3 separate regions of the Mus musculus genome follow, and all the other regions are linked to region 1. Evidence: chromatin contacts called from public Hi-C and HiChIP or PLAC-seq data. All regions are on one chromosome and are shown on one strand. Each heading gives the region's core, a stretch centred on a gene start, on an enhancer-like site or on the middle of the called end of the contact. The rest is flanking DNA. Distances are from core to core; before and after follow the strand shown. Region 1 has its middle 34 kb from the start of Gm41563. Region 2 overlaps Gm30729 (a long non-coding RNA gene). Region 3 overlaps Slc37a1 (solute carrier family 37 (glycerol-3-phosphate transporter), member 1).

Region 1 (4,624 bases), core at 1,665-4,164:
GCCTCCGTGACTGCAAGGGCTCCGCAGGGAAAGGGGAACCGGCTGCTGGCTGCCTTACTTGGCCACCGCAAGCCAAACACTTGCTCCTTTGTCCCTGGGCTTACGCAGGATATGGCTGTGGCTGTGGCTGTGGCCGCTGTGGGAGCTGGGGCTGAGGCCTGTTCTATGATCTACTGGTTCTGTTTTCCTGCAAACAGCAAAAAAGGCCAGGTGCCCAGTGTCAGTGTGAGTTCAGAGTTCAGGTCTTCCGAGCGGACCCATCCTGAGGGACAGTTCCCTGGCTGGAAACAGGATGTCTGTCAGATGGAATGGGAACAGATCCTGCCTCTCTGGCTTTGACATCTTGGCTGTGCCAGAGGTATAAATCACTGCTTAGAGGGCTACAAAGATGGCTCGGTTGATAAAGAGCTCACAAGCATGGGGACCTAAGCTCTGTCCTCAGAGTCCATGGGGAAAAGGTTGGGCATAGTGTCATTCGCGTGCAATCCCAACTCTGGGGATACAGGGATAGACTAGTTCCTGGGACTCGCTGGCCAACCTGGCTAGCCTATTTGGTGAGATTCAGGCAAGTAGGAGACCCTGTGTCACAAAAGTGGGTGGACAGCACCTGGGTTGCAATGGCTGAGGTTGTCCTTTGACCTTCAAATGTATACGCACACAAGTGAACTCAGACCAGCACACATGTATACTTGAATAGATATCACACACATGCGTGTGCGTGCACACACACACACAGCACAAAAGGAGAAAAAGATAACTACACTTGCCTGAGCCCTCCTCTTCCCACCTCATCCCTATTTATATATGATGGCCACCATGTGATCCCTATTGGAAGCATCATCCAACGACCCTTTGGTGGATGCAGCCTGCACCCGTTGCTTAGAGTATTGCAGGAAAGCATTACACACATTGTAGCCTGGTGGTCCAGGCGGAGGAGCAAGGTCCCATTGTGAGAACAGGGCCACTGAGGAGCTGTTAGCCAGAGCCAGGCTGGTACCAGGGGGCTGTGATTTTACCCGCCATCCTTACAGACCCACGCAGGACTTCTGGGAAGCCTGAGCCTCCGGTAGGTAAGAGGCTTCGCTCTCATGGCCCTAGGACAAGGTGCTACATGGGAAGCAAGCAGATCCTAATCCTAGGAAGAGATGACGGTTCGGGTGGCCTCGATCCACATGGAGAAGCAGCAGCTCCTGATCTGCAAGAGCCACTGCCTGTCAGCTCACAGGGCTGCTTTCCTTCTAAGTCCCGTCGCAACCCCGCTGTCCTGTTCTGGAACTTTCCTCGGAAGTCTCAGCTGCTCTGGGCCCTGCTTGGAAAAGTTCCTGTCGTTTTCAAATCCTAGAGCCCATGTCCTGTGGCCCTGGGTCAGTAATCTCTGAGAAGTTTCCAGGATCCAGGGTCTTCCGGGACAGAGCGTATTTGCTGGGGCTGGAGGCACTGAGCAACTCCCTCCTATCCCCCCTGCTGGCCTCTCTGACCCACACAAAGATTGTGGGGCTGGCATTTGTTCTGCCCCTGAGGCAGAGAGGCCCACCCTTATAGAGGGGTCATGCTCTTTAAGCTCCCGAGTGGTGCATCTCTCCACCCTTCTGGTTGTGTGGCTCAAGGAACCACGCAGGCACGGGGTTTCCTCGGTACAGCACAGGGTTCCATTCCAGCTGTCAGCTAACTGTTCTCTCTGTGGCTGGAACGCATCCTCCTCTCACAAAGCTTGTCCACTACGCAGCCTCACCCTGCTCTGCTTGCGTATCCACCTGACCCATCATAGAAAAGACATCTTAAAGATCATGTCAGTATCCTTAGCCTTGTTAGGTCTGCCCACCCGGACCTGGCCCAACCTAGAGTAGCTATCCCACTGTAGCCATCTGCCCTGTGGCTTTTGAGCTTCTGCGCATGCGCTGCTCGTGCAGGTCGCCATGAAGAGACGACTTTGGGCCTGACACGCAGTGTGCACGCTCACGAACAAATGCTTGCATATGAATGTACCAGTGTGTGAGAGTAGGCTCATTATGTGCCTGCGTGGGTGTGCACGCTGTGAACCTATATGTGCGTGTATATCTATAGAAACCGTGAACATCTATGTGCGATGTCCGCATGTACCATACAGGCGCATGTGCCTCTTGAGTGGATCTCATGGGTGTATATGTGTCTGTGTGAACACGTATGAATGAAAGTCCTCCCGTTTAAGGAAGAATGGTGTGCTCTGGTAGGCTGGGAGAATTTCTAGGCCGCATGTCGCTCTGCTTAGGGTGACCAGGGCTTCCACCCCTGACCCCATTCAGTGGTGCCTAGAGAGTGCCTGATGTCTTCACAATCATCCACCCTCGTGAACTCATTCAACACATTTCTCCTAGATTTCAGCAGATGCTCACGCAGCTATAGGCACATGAATGGAGAGTCTTCTGATGGGGATGGCAGCACCTCAGAGGCCAAGGAAGGCAGGCCACTGAAGCTCTGCTGAGTGCACTCTTCCTTCCTTACTGCCCATGGGCCACCCTCACTCCCTTCTGGGTTTGTGTATCCACCTGGCCTTCTTTCCTTCCAAGTACCCAGTGGACAAAGCTAAAAGACCCCTGTGGCACTAGAAAGAGGGCAAGGGGCAGTAGGGGGCTAGCAGGCAGGACATATAGCTCCTAGGACAGCTGTCTGTCCTTGACCTTCAGAGCACCATATGCCACGTTGGCCACCCTTTAAAGAGCAGCTGATTGTCTCAAATGCTGCCCTGCTCTGGAACCTGCACGCCCTCCCTCCGTGGACCGCAGGCTGCCAGCTGAGTGGCGGGTGGCAGCTGCCCTGAGCTGGAAGCTTTTGATTTGCGTCAGTGCCTAGCTGGCCAGGAGGGGCCTGCACGGCGGGTGCTTGGCAGCTGCAGAGAGTCACAATGACATCACGGCTCTCAGGAACCCAGGCAAGCATCCCAAGAGAGACAGACAGCATGGTCAACAGAGCCACATGCTGCTGAGCCCTCACCCCTCTCCCCACGGTGCAGGGCTTTGAAGGCAGTTTCCATGATGCGCACACCGCGGAGGTCAAGCTCCCAGAGGCGGAGCGGAAGTGGATTATCCCTCCCACATTGGGCTCCCTTTGGCTCCCAGAGCAGCCGGCTTGTCACTCTGTGTCTACCGGGTCATGGAGAACTCCTGCTAATTGAGGCCCTCGGTAGGAGCCCTCACCACGCCTGCAAACCTGCAATTTCACAGAGATAAAAGCGTCCTCAAAGAGCCCCCAGTGTGAGCACTGGGAGACAGAGGGGTCAGAAAGAGGGGGCACTGTCTACTCTTTCCTGGTGTGTCACAGAGGCTGTGCCGTAGCCTAGCCTCTTCCTGGGTGGAAAGAGATGGGCAGTCAGTAGTAGGGGTGTGTAAACCTACATGTGTCCCTCCACAACCCCGATCCTCCCCACCCCTCCTCCCGTGTGCCCTCTCATTTTTACTGATGCCTCCTGCTCTGGGCAGGAGCAGTTGTGAATCACTTCAAAGACTGGGTGGTTTATCCTTACAAAGAATTTCTGGGAAGGCGCCGGCAGCCTGCTCTCTCTCTCTCTCTCTCTCTCTCTCTCTCTCTCTCACTCACACACACACACACACACACACACACACACAGAGAGAGAGGGAGAGAGAGAGAGAGAGAGAGCAAGCAAGCGAGCAAGCGGTTGTCACCATGGTCACCCAGCCCATCCCCCTCCTGTCAGCAAAATGCTCCAACTTGTGGCAGTAATTACCCCTGGTGGAGCTGCCCATATCCCTTCTGCTAGTGTCTACAAGGTCGTTCATGCTCCTTAGCCAAAACACCCTCTTTCTGTTCCCATGGCCTCTGTACCCCTCATTGAGTCCTGGGTTGAGAATAAGGTATGTGTGTGTGGGGGGGTGCAGTTGTGATTGCAATGGACTTGTGGTCAGACACTAGTTGCCCTGCTGGCTTAGCAGACTGAGGGATTGGGCATCGCCTGTGAAGGTGACCTGGGCTCTTTACATCTTGGTGAAGGCTTCTTAGTGCTCTGTGATCCGAGTCATTTTCCCCCTTACTCCCCAAGGGAGGTCCTTACCAGCTTCTCTCCCTGGAATCCAAGAATCCGGGAAAAGAAGGTTTCCAGAGACTCCAAACCAGCCAGGTTGAAGGGGCGTAGGCCCACAGGAAAGCAGTTAAAGGGCCCCACCTTGAGAGTTAAGATCTTGTGCTCAGGATCCGTCAGCCTAGGGGACAGGAAGCTGGCACTAAGAGCCTAGGGTGGTGACAGACAGTGTGTGACAAACAGTGTCTGATTCGCATGGAACTGTGGTTTGGAGAACGCCAAGGCCTCACTGTGTTCCCTCCCCACCAAGCAACTGTGTGGCTCCCATTTCCAAGTGTCTGGGACCTTCCCTCGCCCACCCCACCATGCTTTCTAGGCTCGTTCTGTGTGGTTGAGAGGCTGAGTGCTGAGTCACCCGTGGGTCCCTAACTTGGAGCATCTTAGTGTATTTGTTTCCTGTGGCCGATGAAGCGAAGCACAGAAGGCTGGGTGGCTTAAACCACAGACATTCACTGTCTCCGAGATCTGGAGGTCAGAAGTCCAAGGTTGAGGTGTGGTCAGGCAGCTGTCCAAAGGTCTCAGGGCAGCTGGTGACCAGCTTCTCCAAACCCC
Region 2 (4,482 bases), core at 1,392-3,891, 320 kb before region 1:
CTTGGCATACTGGGTCAAGGGAGAGTTAACAAGACACTCTAAAGGCCAGCTCTTGAATGGTTGCCATTGTCACTGTGAATAAAATTAAATGTGGCTCAGAGTTCATGTGTCCTTCTGTCCCCTAGCCCAGGGAACTGTTGGGCATCTATACGCAGCTCTGAGATTCTGCAGGACACCTTCAGACAGGCAGTGCGTGGCGCCCAGAGCTGAGCCTCAGTTCTCCTGCATAGGCTTGCCTCCTCTGTGGGTCATCTGAGGACTTGGATTTAGGAACTGAATGTGGACAGAGCTCCCTGGCACAAGGCCTCTGCAAGTAAGTGCCCCACTCAGGATTTCTGTCCTTTCCTTTTCTCTATCTGCTCATTCAGCACGGAGCAGCCGCAGACTTTTTGCCACTCTCTGCTGAGCCTTCTCTAGAGTGACATGGACTGGAGGAGACCAGTGTGACTCCAGGAGACCACAGACCACCTAGCATTTCCCCTTCAGCCCCAGTGCAGCTCTCTTCAGCCAGGAAGTAGTTCCTGCTTTGTCTTAGCGCATTCTCTGGTGAGTGGGGTTGGTTTGTGGCAGGATTTCCCTGTATAATTCAAACAGGCTTCAAACCCAGATCCCTGCCTTGCCCTCCAATGTTTGGCGACAATAGTCACTGACTGTGAAACCTAGACAGGACCTTTCCATAAGTCTAACGGACATTATAGCCCCTTGGTGGACTCTGGCAGCCCTGGGGTAGTCCGGCTTTGCTGGGAGCAGGGGAGCTATGACCTTTCTGTGGCAAGTGCCTCACTGATGGGCTGTTTACCATGACTTTTTCATTATTAGCCTCCTGGCTCTCTCAGGAAGCTAGCCTAGAAAAGACCTTTATTTTAGCTCTAAGTAACACACACACACACACACACACACACACACACACACACGCTGACAGTATCAGGATGTGAATCCCTGCAACTGGAGAGGCAGCCCTAGCAGTTCAGAGCAGCTCTGAGTAACAAGGCCAGCATGTTCGCCAAGTACACACACCCAGAAGCCTGTCCTCACCCAGGTAGGGCACAGAGCCAAGCAGGCACTGTGGGGACACAGCAGATCCCAACAAAGCACCATTCCCAACATGCCCAGCAGCTGATCAAGGACAAACTGTCACCTGACCTCTCTGAAGATGAGGGTATTACCTAGGACCTGAGAGGTCACAATAGTCTCAGGTTGCAACCATGGGGGAGAGGGGGGCATAGCATAGCAAGTAGACAGAGCACTGGAGGGAATTTTGCTATGTTCTCCATTCCGAACTACATACTGTGTCTCTGTAAATGAAACCTGAGCCAAGCCAAAGTTTAGTTTAAAAGCCCAGTGCAGCTGAGTCTGTGGTTCTAACACTAGAGAGGCTAAGACTGCAAGATCTCAAGTTCAGGCTAGCCTAGGCTACATCAGAAGAACTGGTTCAAAAACAAACAAACCAAAAACCTCAAAGTTGCAGGGAGAAAGTGACTGGACTTGTGTCCTCTGAACCCTCGAAAGTCCAGAAGCTCGGCTGTGTCTTCCTGAGTTCACTGGAGACTCCTCGGGATTGGGCAGGACACCTTGCAGGCACAAAACCAGCTGCCACCAGGCTTTTGACCAGCAGGCATGGTGACATGACAGCTACAGCCCCTCTTGTAGAAGGTGAGTACAGAAGGCCTCATTGGGCTATCCTGGAGCAAACACATCTGACTCCTGCCAAGTGCCCAGTGACAGGCACCAAGAGACACTGGAAAGACATTGTGAAATACCAAAAAGTTATCATTTCAACGTGTAATCCATATATAAAGTCTAGGTGATGCACAGCCGTTCTGCCACAGTCTCAGAAAGTCACATGTGCTTGCATCCCAGTCGTGTGTCACAGGAAACCAGCCTGCTCATGGCTCACAGCTGTGATAAAGGCCAAGGCTGCTCTACACCCAAAGGTGAAAGGATGTTATCCAGAGACAAGCTGGGATAGGGACAGAGGGAACTCTGAGGCAAGGTTTGCAGAGGTAACAGGCATAAAGGCCCAGGCAGCAGAGGACAGAGGGCTGGCCAGGTAGAGCCCAGTCAGGAAGGCTGTGGAGACATGCAGGTGGGAGCACGCAGGAGCTAGAGTCCGGGATAGGTTCCCTGGTGGCCTCTGGACTCAGGAGCTGAGGCAGGATTACCATGGATTCCAGCCTAGTCTGTCCTACAGGGTGAGACCTGTTTCAGAAAAAAAAGAGAAAAAGAGAAGAGGGAAGAGGAAGGAGATGAGAGAAAAGATAAAGGACCAAAGAGAGGAAGGAGAGAAGAGGAAAAGGTAGCCTGGGCCTCTGACCTCCCCTCCTGTTAGGCAGGACAGCCTATTAGATGTCCTGAACCCCTACATGTGGTCCCTGCTCTCAAGAGGGACTTGTGCTGTTGGAGTCTGCCAAAAGACCCTCACTCACAAAGACCACAGAGATCGCCATCATTGCAAACTGCAAGAGGTTTTTTTTTTTTTTTAATTGATCCAACACGTTGGGGACCCTCCTAAGCACGCAGACAAGAGGAGAGACTCTGAGTTAAAAAAGAACACACTTTTTATACCTTGTAAGGGGCAGATTTAGGCAACAGGACTAGCTGGCTTATTCTCATTGGTGTAGCAAGTAACCCTTTCAGGCATTGGTTGGTTTGCACTGGGTGACTACCTTTGGCCTAGTGACTCACTCTGCCTGCCCTTATGGTGGGTTATCAGCAAAGCAGCAGTACATTTTGAACTTATTGGTCAGCTATTAACGTCACAGCTATTAACATCACAGCTATTAACGTCATGGTCAAGGGGAATTCTAGTGACAAGGTCAGGGCGGTTTGTGGTTTTTCTCAGAATTCAGTGTGGGGTGGGGTAGGGGAATATTTCTGGGAACTGCTAATCTTTTTGTGGCAGCTGCAGGCTTAGTCTGGCCTTTTTGGCCACTAGTTTGGAAAGGGGGAAGGGGCTGGGTGGTCTTGAATTTATTTTGGATTCTACAGAGGGTCTTGTAAACCATGGGTCTGTTTCCATAGTAACCCATCCAGAGACTCTCCACCACTAAGTCAGTCTTTCCTGGCCACACAGAAGCCACTAGTCCATGGACAGCAGATAGGGATGCAGGCAGCTGTAGGAAGGGAGCCAGGCTGAGGTAGGAAAGCTGGCCTCACTCTCTGTGTCTAGTTGCTGGGGTTGGGGGAGACTGCCCCAGCAGTCAGTTGTACCCACTTCTCCACAGGGACAAGGTTCACTGAGGAGGTAGATCACACTGGGTCCCTGACTTCTGCAGGAGGGAGGACCAAGCAGGGGCTGGACCACCTGCGTCTTGATGGACACAGCGCTGGCTTTCTTCCCAGGCTCAGAACGCACCTTTTCTTCTTGGGACTCGCTGCCTTTCTGCACCCAGGCTAAAAATTGCTTCAGATCTTCCTGGAGTTACTCATTGCCTGGGTCCGTCAGTCTTTAAATCCTGTTGTTATTTCTATGTTGGGTCCCAGGAACAAAAGCTGAAGAGGTATTCAACCAGAAGTGACCAGAGTCACTTCCTGCTTAAGCTGTACCTTCCAGAGGGTGGGCAGTATTGATTACACCACAGCACAGTGGCCGTGATAACTTTGGGAAGGCAGTGGCCTGTCACTCATCTGACTTCCCAGAATGCAATTTGCTCCCTAAGGCAGTCACACGAGTTGACTTTGTCTTAAGTTATTATGTGCTGAGATCTGCTGAGACACAACTGCAAAGCAGAGCCTGAGATGGGACGGGATTCAGGTGTGTTTGTGGGGTGGCTCTCTTGAGACTTGATTGGCCAAGTTCAAATTCTTTGTCTCAGCCTCATGCCCTCTTCAGTCTTACCATTTACCACCCCCTGTTCAAAGTACTATTGCTCCCCACAAGCCAGTCGGCTGTGTCCCACTTCCTACAAGGCTGACATTGCTGAAACAGGCACATAGGTGACTGCTGCAGTGTCCAAGTCACCTCAACAGGCACGTGCATTTGCCAGTCATATCTTTAATCCCAGTACATAGGAGGCAAAGGCAGGCAGAGCTTTGTGGGTTCAAGTTCAGCCACGTCTACTTATTGAGTTCTAAGCTTGCTAGGGATACACAGTGAGACTATGTCTTAAAGGAAGAAAGAGGAGGAGGAGGAGAGGAAGAAGAGGAGGAAGAGGAAGAGGAAGAAGAAGAAGAAGAAGAACAACAACAACAACATTAGGAGGAGGAAGAGGAATAAGGAGAAAAAGAATTTTCTGGTCATTCAAACACACACCTATAATCCCAGCACTCATGAAGCTGAGGCAGGAGAATCATTAATTAGAGATCTGCATTGGCTACATAGGGAGATACTGACTCATAAAATGAGTCCAGGAGGGTGCCTCTGTGGATAAAGATGCTTGCAGCTAAGCCTGATGACCCGAGTTCAATCCCCGTGACCTACTTGGTGGAAGGAGAGAATCAACTCCCACAAATTGTCCTCTGACCTCCCCGGCATTCCTAGTT
Region 3 (4,601 bases), core at 1,994-4,493, 490 kb after region 1:
TTCAACCATGGGCTCTGAGACTTTGATTCAAACTAAGGCGCCTCTTCAAAAAACCTAGAGGTCCCAAGGGTCACTTCTGCATACCTAAGGCAAGGAGAGTGTGACCTTGACCTGTGTTCATCAGAGTCCAAGGGCAAGGTCCTGCCCTGGAGACCCTCCAGTGGCCATGCCCACCTCACTCACCATTCCTGTCCCACAGGCAATGACTCCGTGGTGACACTCTGCCCTCTACCTGGTACTGGACGTGGTCCCTCGCCCACCCATGTAGGCCTAGCATCAATCCCGGAAGCCCCGGCAAGGCTCCCTGACTATGCTTGATCCCATGCCTTCAGTGATCCCAGAGGCCCCTTGTAGGTGTGGCCTGATGTTTGCTTTCTGTGATATGCCTCTGCCAGGAGCTAAGTGTGAATTCTCTAAGCAGGAAGGAATCACAGAGACAACATTCCAATTTCCAGGGCTGGTCACTGGTGCTGATGTCAGAGCCCTTGTCACATGTCATACACGGGGGCTTTTAATGCCACCCACTACTGTCCTCTGAAAGGCCTTCTTACTTGAAGGTCTCCAAGTGCTTCCCTGGAAAGTACTGGCTACCCCTTACTAGCACCGCCCTAGACAATGAAAAACTCTGGAGAAGGCACCCAGAACCCCAGAGGCAGTCATCCTTTATACTGTCTCCAGTGCCAGAAGCCTTTCGGGGGCAGCTAGCCCAGCTCAACTGGTAAGGTCATAACTCCAGAGTCCTGGGCCAGGTCCCTGCCGACTGTTGGAAGGCAAGCAGGGGACAGAGCTGTAAAGAGGTTGATCTTGGCACCAGACAGCATCCTTGGTTCTTCTACAATAGTCAGAAGCCATTCACTCCTGTAGTCAACCCACAAATCACACCCACTTCCGTCCCTGTTCTGATGTAAATACAAAGACTTGATGGCTATTGGGACACCTGTTCCCTAACTGTCACCTGCTCTCAAGGGTACACCCAGTGTCTGCACTACAGAGGCTGCTCCAGAGCAGGGAGAGAGGTCAAACCGCATCTAGAGTAGGAGCCACTTGGAGAAGCATTTAAGACTGGATCCACCAGGAAAGGAAACCCAGACAACATAAGTATTTAATTAAGTTTGGGAATTCTGGAACTGTAGTCTGATGGAGTCCTGCCTCTGAGGGAATAAAGCATGGAACATTGTAAAGATTTGAGTTCCTTCAGAAGGGTAGCAAGAACAAAATGTAGCAAAAAGGGCTGGTGAGATGGCTCAGTGGGTAAGAGCACCCGACTGCTCTTCCGAAGGTCCAGAGTTCAAATCCCAGCAACCACATGGTGGCTCACAACCATCTGTAACGAGATCTGATGCCCTCTTCTGGTCTGTCTGAAGACAGCTACAGTGTACTTACATATAATAATAAATAAATCTTTAAAAAAAAAAAAAAAAAAAAAAATGTAGCAAAAAGGCCCCACAACCAAGATGCTAGCTTGTCTCTAGCAACCCCACCCACTTCCTTCTGCTCCCCCACCTCCCACAAAGCCCTGTGTTGGAAGATCTCTTACCTTCACTATGCTGATAGGCTTTCGGGATAAGTGGAAGCTTGCATAGAGCAGAAAGGTCAGCATAAAAATGAAAGCCCGGTACCTGGAACACAGGAGAAGTGTCATACTGTGCCACCTTCCAGTTAGTCACACACCGGCCCCGTTTTCAATCTCACAAGGAAAGGCAGCCTTGAGCCCTGAGCCCCCAGCTCCAGTCCAGGTGCTAACAGCCAACATTGTTGCTGTCTTCAGACATACCAGAAGAGGGCATCAGATCCCATTACAGATGGTTGTGAGCCACCATGAGCCACCTGGGAATTGAACTCAGGACCTCTGGAAGAGCAGTAAGTGCTCTTAACCACTGAGCCATCTCTCCAGCCCACAGCCAATTATCTTAACAGCTGCTTATCTCAACTCTAACTCTTCCCTGTAGAAGGGACCTCAAAAGCCAGTGAGGCTCTGTTCTCTGAAACCCGGACTTAGGGGAGAGCAGTCGTCTGGCCAGTCCCTTGCGTACTTCTAAATACAGCTTGCTTTAATCAGACATTCATGGTTATGTTTTTTGTTTTGTTTTTGTTTTTTGTTTTTGTTTTTGTTTTTTGTTCTTTCTCTCAGAAGCCCTGCAGGATCTGGGAAAAGCGAACAGAACATCGTTTGCTCCCCAACCCCCACAACAAACAGCTCTCTAGTGGACTCTGCCTGGGAAGTCTACAATTCAAGCCAGGTTTGACACCCATCTACATGGCAATAGTGTCAGACTCCAGGATTGAAGAACCCATCCTCCCACACAGTCCCCACTAATACACTGACATCTAATAAATTGGGGTTCCTTCAGGCCCCGATGCTTGTTCAGTTCATTTGTGTGAGTGGCTCTCCACACCTGGAGAAACCCTCTTTTGCATTTGCTGTAAAGCCCTCAGAGCCCAGCCAGGTAGGCAAGAGTTGTCTCCCCTGACTAGGAGACTTCTGAAACCATAAACTGTAAGAAGTGACCATCTCTGCAGGATGCTCAGGGCTTGAGAAGAGTTGTCTAAAGCCTGGGCCAGCCAGTGTGGGGAGATCTGCGAGGAGAGTTGGCTCTGTGAGGGAAAGTACCTGACAGCCTCAGCTTGAGCCCCAGAACCCACAGAGTCAAAGGTGGGACTCCATCCCTGAGAGTCACACTCGACCTTTGCAACTCACCAGTGCAGGTGCGCATTCACACCCATACACACATAAACAAAACGAATAAACAGATGTCTTAAAAAAAAAAAAAAAAAAAGACTAGAGGCCAAAAACAAAACAAAGCACAAAACAACAAAACCAAAACCAACCACATTTCCAGACTTAGTTAAAGAAGTGAAGAAGGCAGGGTGGTGATCCTGTGGAGTGGGGCAGGGTGGGGGAGGGAGGAGCCAAACCACATTAAGAAACTTGCTTCTGAATAAAGAGCTCTCTTCTCTCTGGAGAAGCCTGGGGGGGACGTTCCTCTAGGACACTCCGTCCAAGTCCACGAGGTGACCCGAAGAAAAGCAAGCACTTAGTCTCCCGCACTTAGGAGACAGAGCTGGGCACATGCTGTCTCTCACTGTCTCTGCTTGTATGTGTGTGTGTGTGTGTGTGTGTGTGTGTATGTGTGTGTGTGTGTGTGTGTGTGTAATGCCTCTGAATGCCTCCCTAGAGCAGAACACAAGGTACTTTCCAATCTTTGGCTGAAGCTGCTCTGCTGCCCATCCCCCGAGCCTGAGGCTGGGTGTGATGCCATCCACTGACCTCCAGCAACCTTATTTCCGTTTCCAGCTCACAGCCGGACTCTAGCTCCTCTCCGGATACTCAGCCTGGGCAAGGCTATCCCTCCAGAGTCTCTCAGTTAGACCCAGGAGCCTGGGATATCTTCCAATGGCCCCTGCCCAGTCCTGCTTGGCTAAGGTTTTACCTGGTAGGGGGATGACTCATGGCTTTAGGCTGTGTCTGTCCGGTCTACTCCACTGCTAGAATTGAAACCTCCCCTATAGTGAGTGATAAGGGCAGAGGAGCCCAGCCCAGCCAAACTGCATTCCTCAGTCTCAGTAGGTTTCAGTCAAGGAGACTTGAAGATAAGTTGAGAGTAGCTTTGAGCCCTAGTTTCTACCAGGCCCTTCTGCAGGTGGCTCTGGGAAGGTGGTTGGGACACGCAGGCAAAGCGGCTCCTCAGGACAAACCCTCATTCATGCTGGGGAAGCCATGAATGTACCCCTTCAGGAAGAGAGAGCCTCACTCAGTCAGGGCTCCTCCTGTGGGCTGGAGTCAAAGGTCAATGCAGGGAATGCAGGCAGCATTTCCCCGAGGCAGAAAAGGAAGCCTTATCTTCAAGCCTACTTCCTCCATTTCCAAAGTCACCCTTCTTCCCCTTTCCTCAGCTTCTTAGGGGACCTGGGGTGAGGGAGAGGCAATGGCTGCCGACGTCCTTCACCTTTCAGGAAGGTCTGCTGGTAAGAGCTGCTCTCAGCTAGCGGCCATCCCGCCCAGCCTGGCCTCAGGGAGAAGAGCCTCCTGTGCTGTCATGGAGTTAGGATTCTGCTAAGGTCCCTCGGAATTCTCCTGGAATTCCCTTGTTCCACCTTAGTAGCTTTACCACCATCCTCGTCACCATTCCTAAAGCAGGAGGTGGAAGTTGTCCCTTCTGCTGGACCATTCCCCCACGGACAGGAACAGGGTTCCTAACATCCCTTATTCAGAAATAAGGTCCTGAAGATGTAATGAGTTAGCCTGAGGTCTTGTCAGGTTAGGATGGCCCTAAACACAAGGACTGGTGTCCTCTTCTGAAAAGAAGATGCTAGGCTCGGTGGCACATGCCTTTAATCCCAGAATTCAAGGGACAAAGGCAGATGGATCTCTGTGAGTTTGAGACCAGCCTGGACGATATAGTGAGTTCCAGGATAGCCTGGGATAGAGAAGGAGACCCTGTCTCAAAAAAGCAAAAGTCCATGCAGAGATACCAAGGAGGGAGTGTGGTCATAGAGACAGAGCTTGCCAGAGATGCTGCAGCGCAGGCATGACAGAGGAAGGAGGATGTTATCTGAAATCACTACATGGCCTTGACCCTGCTGCACTTTGACCTTGGTTG

The links. Hi-C and Micro-C count contacts between places; a contact is called where the count stands out from the background. HiChIP or PLAC-seq counts read pairs in DNA pulled down with a chosen protein or histone mark.
Region 2: a contact with region 1 is called in a Hi-C map of muscle stem cells, with 2.8 times the contacts expected there. The contact joins two enhancer-like sites. A contact is called at or near these places in 2 of 484 Hi-C or Micro-C datasets (muscle stem cells and nephron progenitors) and 2 of 115 datasets of contacts at active chromatin or transcription factors (embryonic stem cells and pancreatic cancer cells).
Region 3: a contact with region 1 is called in a FOXA1 HiChIP or PLAC-seq map of pancreatic cancer cells. The contact joins two enhancer-like sites.

Annotation. Positions count from the first base shown.
Region 1 is chr17:31,789,126-31,793,749 of GRCm38.p6, reverse strand. No RefSeq gene overlaps it. Among named protein-coding and RNA genes, the nearest start is that of Gm41563, 34 kb to the left of the region's middle. Within about 2 kb of position 2,914, at least 185 of the 459 cell types and tissues checked have an H3K27ac peak or open chromatin away from gene starts, as enhancers often do. A contact at or near this core is called in muscle stem cells and pancreatic cancer cells, where this site is marked.
Region 2 is chr17:32,107,165-32,111,646 of GRCm38.p6, reverse strand. It overlaps Gm30729 (a long non-coding RNA gene), which reads left to right. Exons shown (of 3, transcript XR_385541.3): 2 at 369-546; 3 at 1,463-1,516. Among named protein-coding and RNA genes, the nearest start is that of Gm30729, 3.6 kb to the left of the region's middle. Within about 2 kb of position 2,641, at least 39 of the 459 cell types and tissues checked have an H3K27ac peak or open chromatin away from gene starts, as enhancers often do. A contact at or near this core is called in muscle stem cells and pancreatic cancer cells, where this site is marked.
Region 3 is chr17:31,304,298-31,308,898 of GRCm38.p6, reverse strand. It overlaps Slc37a1 (solute carrier family 37 (glycerol-3-phosphate transporter), member 1), which reads right to left. Exons shown (of 20, transcript NM_001242427.1): 3 at 1,538-1,619. Among named protein-coding and RNA genes, the nearest start is that of Slc37a1, 10 kb to the right of the region's middle. Within about 2 kb of position 3,243, at least 128 of the 459 cell types and tissues checked have an H3K27ac peak or open chromatin away from gene starts, as enhancers often do. A contact at or near this core is called in pancreatic cancer cells, where this site is marked.